Linked DNA regions of Canis lupus: region 2 is linked to region 1. Evidence: chromatin contacts called from public Hi-C data. All regions are on one chromosome and are shown on one strand. Each heading gives the region's core, a stretch centred on a gene start, on an enhancer-like site or on the middle of the called end of the contact. The rest is flanking DNA. Distances are from core to core; before and after follow the strand shown. Region 1 holds the start of MPC2 (mitochondrial pyruvate carrier 2). Region 2 holds the start of MPZL1 (myelin protein zero-like protein 1).

Region 1 (2,700 bases), core at 108-2,607:
CCTTTCAATTTGTAACATATTTTCTCATTCACTAAATTTTAAGCTTGAAATAGACCTCAGTACCTCGGGTTTTAGTTACCAGCCAAGTAATATTACCGCCCGTTTTATAGAAGAGGTAACAAAACTCTAGGTCTTGAAGAGTTGGAAGGATTGGGATCTTCCAGTTTCTTATACTATTTTTTTTTTTCAGCCACAAGAACAGTGTTTTCCAGCAGGACAAGTGAGAGCTAACACTTGTTAGGCATTTATGAAGACTCAAACGCATGTTATCTTTAATTCTCACACTGAGCAGATTTTACAGGGACTAAACTATCTAGGATTTCGCCCAAGGTCACAGCTACATAGTAAGAGGCACAACAGAATTAAATCCGGGTCTGCCCACATGAAAAAGTCTAGGGAGAATCAGTCAGAAAGGACAGCCTTCAACAAACTGGATCTATGGGACTAGGTATGACACTGACTCGGAAACCCGGGTAACGCATCTGCAGGCCTCGGCCAGCTGGAGCTGAGGGAAGTGTGACCTTTACTCCAAACCGGTGCGACAAGATCCGCGTGGATCAATATACACCAGTACTCGTGGAGGATAAGGGGAGAGAATGAGAATCTCGTGGGGGCCCAGGCCGATCTGTGGCCGCGGGAAGCGAGAAGGCTCAAACCCAGAGGCCCGGGCCGGGGTGTGGGTCGTGCCTAAGGGATGGGGTGCAGCAAAGGTCGCGAAGGGCACAGAATCGATAATCTCAGGTTTAACGAGAGATGTTGGAGGAGATAAAGTGAAAAGCAGGGAGGACGGGAAAGTGAGACCGGGCTCGCTTGAAGGGAAGTAGTTGGGGCTGCGGGCGATACCTCCAGCGGCGGAGTTGTCCGTGGCCGCTAAAGGTCTATTTCCGACGAGGGGGGGGGAGTGAAGGTCTCGCTGAGAGCTATTCCGGGTCTGTTACCTGCCGGGTGGTTGTACAGCGGCCTCAATTTCTCCGGCAGCAGGAGCTCCACTTTATCCAGGACCCGGTGGTAGGTGGCCCGAAGGCCCCGGGCGCCAGCGGCTGACATCTCTGCGGACGAGTGGTCGTGGGCGGTCGAGAGGGAGAGCGGCCGCGTGCTGCTCCCTGGATGACAACGAAGGGCACTCGTCACTTTCTCCTGCCACAGCGCCTAGCGTCCTCCTCTCTCCGAGGTTGCCCTTCCCGCGGCTCAGGCTGCCCCCTGCGAACCACAGGGGTGGCGAGAACCCAGGAAAGCACTGAGGGGGCGGAGATACAGCGACGGCCCGCCCCGGGCCCGCCTCCTTCACTCCCGCTGCCCAGGAGGAGGAGGAGTCATGGCAACAGGTGCCTGGAGGACTGCCTCCCCACGCCAACCCGGCGCCCCGGCGGCAGCGCGCCTGCGCAAGCACGGCCGCCCCACGGTGATTGGCCCGCCTCGTGGTGCGGGCGGGGTCCAGCGCGAACCTCCAATTTCTCCTTCCTGCCCTCGAGGCCATGTTGGAGAAGGGAAAGTGAAGCTGCACGGGCTCTAATCCCCCTCCGCTTTAAGACAGCCCGCAGTTAAAATGGGCTTTCCGGGCCTTCAGTGCCCCAACTAAAGATGACGCCGCACAACGCTCTTGCTTCCCTTGGAATGAGCCTTGTGACTGAGAGACCTCACATCTCAGCTCCTCCTCTCTCTATGCCTCACTTATCCGTAGAGAATCAAGGAGTTAGCTACAGAACCCACTTTCCTAGGGTTCTGCTCGTCAGCCGTGGCGCAGACGAGCGTCAGCCCCGGGGGTGGTCGTCATCTCGCGAGAAGCGCTTGGAAGGGAGGGTGTCGAGAACGAGGAGAGGGAGGAGTCGCGGCCGCCTCCGCCTCCTCCTCCTCCTGTCGGAGGGGGGCCGAGGGAGGGGACTGTTGCTGATCTCTGGATGTTCTGGGTAGTCTGAGAAGGAGAGTATGAGGCGAGCTCCGGCCCGGGCGCGGCCGGGCTTCGGGGGCGAGGGCGCCGCCGCCATCTAACTCGCAGCGCCCGCGAGGCCCGGCGCGCGGATGGTGCCGGTGCGGCTCGGGTGTTGATCCGCGGTGTCCCCTCCCCCTTCTCCCCTCCCCCACGCGGTGGTCTCCCCTTCTACCCCGGCCCGGCAGAGCCATGTCTCGGGGTGGCTCCTGCCCACACCTGTTGTGGGACGTGAGGAAAAGGTCCCTCGGGCTGGAGGACCCGTCCCGGCTGCGGAGCCGCTACCTGGGTGAGCGGGGGCGCGGGGGCCCGGGGGCGGAGGCGCTGAGGTCGCCGCCCAGAGGGGGGGAGGGGGCCGCGCCGCGGGGGCTGTTGGTGGGGAAGCGCCTCGGCGGGGCCGCCCCGGAGACCCCGGGGTGCTGGGTGGACGTTGGCTGGCGCCCCCGGTGCGGGTGTCCTCCCACGGCCAAGCCCCCTTGCGTGCTGCCGGCCGCCGCCCTTGCTGGGTTTCCCTCAGGGGGCCGGGTGGGCGGCAGACGCTACTGGCCGGGAAAGGTGTTGGGGGCGCGTGTGGAGTGCGGTTCGGGAGAAGACTTGCCCAGCCTCCCGGAGCTGCTTCGTTTGGAGCCAAAGTTGGCGCTTGTGCTCCCCTCCAGCGCTCTCCCCGCTCCGCCGAAGGACTAAGTTTTTGTTGACAGCACTCGCCTCCTCTCAGTCTTCGGAGGGCTGGGGTGTCGGCCGCGGCGCGGCGGCCACCTTGAGGGACTTCGTGC
Region 2 (2,700 bases), core at 47-2,546, 200 kb before region 1:
CTTGATCAGACTTCCCACCCAATTGATACTCAGTCCTGTTGCTCTCTTACTGAAATTTTTTGGAAATCTTTTTTAAAAAAAGAAAGACCACCTCAAATTCTACATCCTTTGTGCATCTTTCCCACACACCAATTGGGCCAGGGGCTCTCAGAAGAGGAAGGTATGTGTGTTGGAGGTATATCAGTCAGAGAAACTTGTAGCATTACATGGGACTTTGAGAGCTAATGTCCTTGTTGGTCTTGGGTTTTACCTTTATTTGCCCTTCTCTTCAAGGATTTTAAAAAATTTAGCACCTGTTTGTCTACAGCGGTAGATTATGTGCTTCTTTAGAGAAAAGTCTAGGTGTTCTACATCTATAACACATAGTAGTCACTTAACACTTTGTATTCTATCCAACCTATGATACATTCCAGGCACATTTCTTAAGGATCTTGCTGAGAAAAATAGGGCACAATGGTTGTCATGCTTTTTTCATTTTCTCTCCCTACTCCTAATGATTAAGAGTTTGCTTACGAGGCTAGTAGGCTAAAACAGCAAAAATATCAATTTGTCTAAAATTGACTTCAGACAGAACCCTGAAATGAGAGGGTTACATTTGGGTGTTCTCCAGACTCTTCCCCTACTCTTGTCCAAATGGTCTACATTTTGTTCCTTCCTTGACTCTACCGGCCTCCCACCTGGATTTTTCCCTTTCTTCGCTCGCTCTCATCCTGTCCCTCCCCCTGGTGTGCCTTTTGCAGGGTGTTCTCATAAGGACACTTCCAAACCCTCTTCAGCATTCACCGGGCAACCAGTGAGTGAGCAGGGGACACACTCTGGGCCCAGGTAGCCAAGCTGAGCAGAGTCAGCCAAGGCACTTCAGGACCAGGAATTTCCCATTCCAATTTTAATCGACACATCAAGGGACATTTTGTCCGCAAAAGCAAAACAAACTAAAAAGCACATTCATTTGTGTTCCAGGTAGTAGGTAAGAGGCCCCAGTCCAGCCTTTCTTAAGCCGAAAAAAGGACTCACTCCTAAAAGGAGATTGGGGCAAGATGGAGACTTCATTTCAAGCTGGCTGATTTCTCAAATTGCAACACATAAATTACCTAGTCCAGGCGAAGGACAAGCCTTGCAAGCGGCAAGGCGGGAGATGTGTTCCATGTGGACGACTGAATCATCCCATCGTCATTCTCATTTTTTTTTTTTTCCCCCTTTGTAAAGGGAGCGCTGCTTTTTCTTTAGGTGAGGCTCCGAGAAACCTAGAAGGGCTGACACCGAGGCGAGAACGGAGCCGGCAAAGAGGAGGGACTATGGAGGGATCTGCGGGACTGGACCTCCGAGGCAGAGGAGACGGCGGCCGGTCCGCGGGACAGGCGGACCCCCAGGCGGGCAGAGCGCCCGGCGGCAGGAGCCCAGCCCTCGGGAGACCCCGGCCTCCAGCGCCCGGAGAAGGAGCCTGGGTGGGACCGGGGGGCCGGGCCCTCCGGACGGGGGGTGATGGACAGGCGGCGTCCTCCAATGGCGTCCTCCCGAGGCCGCGGGGCGGGCCAATGAGCGGGCCGCGGGGGCGGGCGCGGGCGCGGGGCGGGGACTGCCGCGGGGGCCAGCGGCGGGGAGCGCGGCGTGGAGGTGCCAGCGGGCGCGGGCGCGGGCGCGGGCGCGGGCGCGGGCGGCTGCAGCAGCGAGGCCGAGGTTCCTCCCGCGAGCCGAGCGGGGTGCAGTGGGGCCGGCGGCCCAGAGGCGCGGCGGCGGCGGCGGCGGCGGCGGCGTTGGGAGGACGATGGCAGCACTCGCGGGAGCCGCGGCCGTGCTTGCAGCCGCAGCCCGCAGGCGCTGGCCGTGGCTGGTGCTGGCGGCGGTGCTCGGGCTGTGTGAGTGATGCGGACGCCGCGGCCGGGGCGGCGGGGCGGCGGGGCCTCCCGGGGCCGGCGCCCTCCCCCTCCTCCTCCTCCTCGCGGCGGCCGCCGAGGCGGGGAGGGGGCGCGGCCTGCGCGCTCCGGGGCCTGGAGGGCGCGCGCGGTTGGGGAGCGCCTGGTTTTCCTTCTTCCCGGTCCCTGCGTGTGCGGGAGGAGGGGCGAGCTCCCCACCTTGCTCCCTCCTGGGGGCGCTGCCGGGTGGCTGCCTGGAGCCTGCGCGGGGTCGCCCGCCTTCCCCGCCTGTGCCCCGGGGGTGCCCCGGCCCGCTGGATTCCGGTTCGGGAACCCGGGGTTCCCGACCTTTCCCACCTCAGGAAGGCGGCGGAGGAAGGAAGGTCGCAGGGTTTGCTTTCGCAGGGCCTTTGTTGGCTTGTGTCCTCGTTCTAAACGCACGTCCTCTTTGAGCCTGTAAACTCCATTTCGAATGCTCTCCAGTGCATTTTGTAAGCCTCCGGGATCGAGGAGTCCTGCAATCTCCTGGGTCTCGCCTCTAGCCGCCGAGCACCCATACCGACAGTACATCTGCATTACTTCTGGGTTGCACTGGGAATAGCACTGAAATGACCGGGCTTAAAAAGAATTTGGTCAAATCCCTAATGATTCCAGACAGAGTCACCACGGTTTGACAAGACACCAGACATTAAAAAGCTCATTTTTCCTTTTTTTTTTTTTTTCTAAATGACCTTTCTTTCTTGCCAAATTTCATGGGTCAACTTAAGGTAAACCTCAGGCTCGATTTATTGCATTGGATGAGTTGTTTTATGGACATCTGAAGTGGTGTTGGCCATAGGACATTGTG

Evidence for each region. A called contact is a pair of places that touch in the nucleus more often than the background predicts.
Region 2: a contact with region 1 is called in a Hi-C map of blood, with 2.7 times the contacts expected there. The contact joins the promoter of MPZL1 here to the promoter of MPC2 in region 1. A contact is called at or near these places in 2 of 9 Hi-C or Micro-C datasets (amygdala and blood).

The regions. Positions count from the first base shown.
Region 1 is chr7:30,471,040-30,473,739 of UU_Cfam_GSD_1.0, reverse strand. MPC2 (mitochondrial pyruvate carrier 2) reads right to left here and starts at 1,357. Exons shown (of 5, transcript XM_038542635.1): 1 at 939-1,357. The coding sequence starts at 1,047. It overlaps DCAF6 (DDB1- and CUL4-associated factor 6), which reads left to right and starts at 1,825. Exons shown (of 23, transcript XM_038542619.1): 1 at 1,825-2,216. The coding sequence starts at 2,120.
Region 2 is chr7:30,668,483-30,671,182 of UU_Cfam_GSD_1.0, reverse strand. It overlaps MPZL1 (myelin protein zero-like protein 1), which reads left to right and starts at 1,296. Exons shown (of 7, transcript XM_038541800.1): 1 at 1,296-1,445; 2 at 1,520-1,856. The coding sequence starts at 1,296.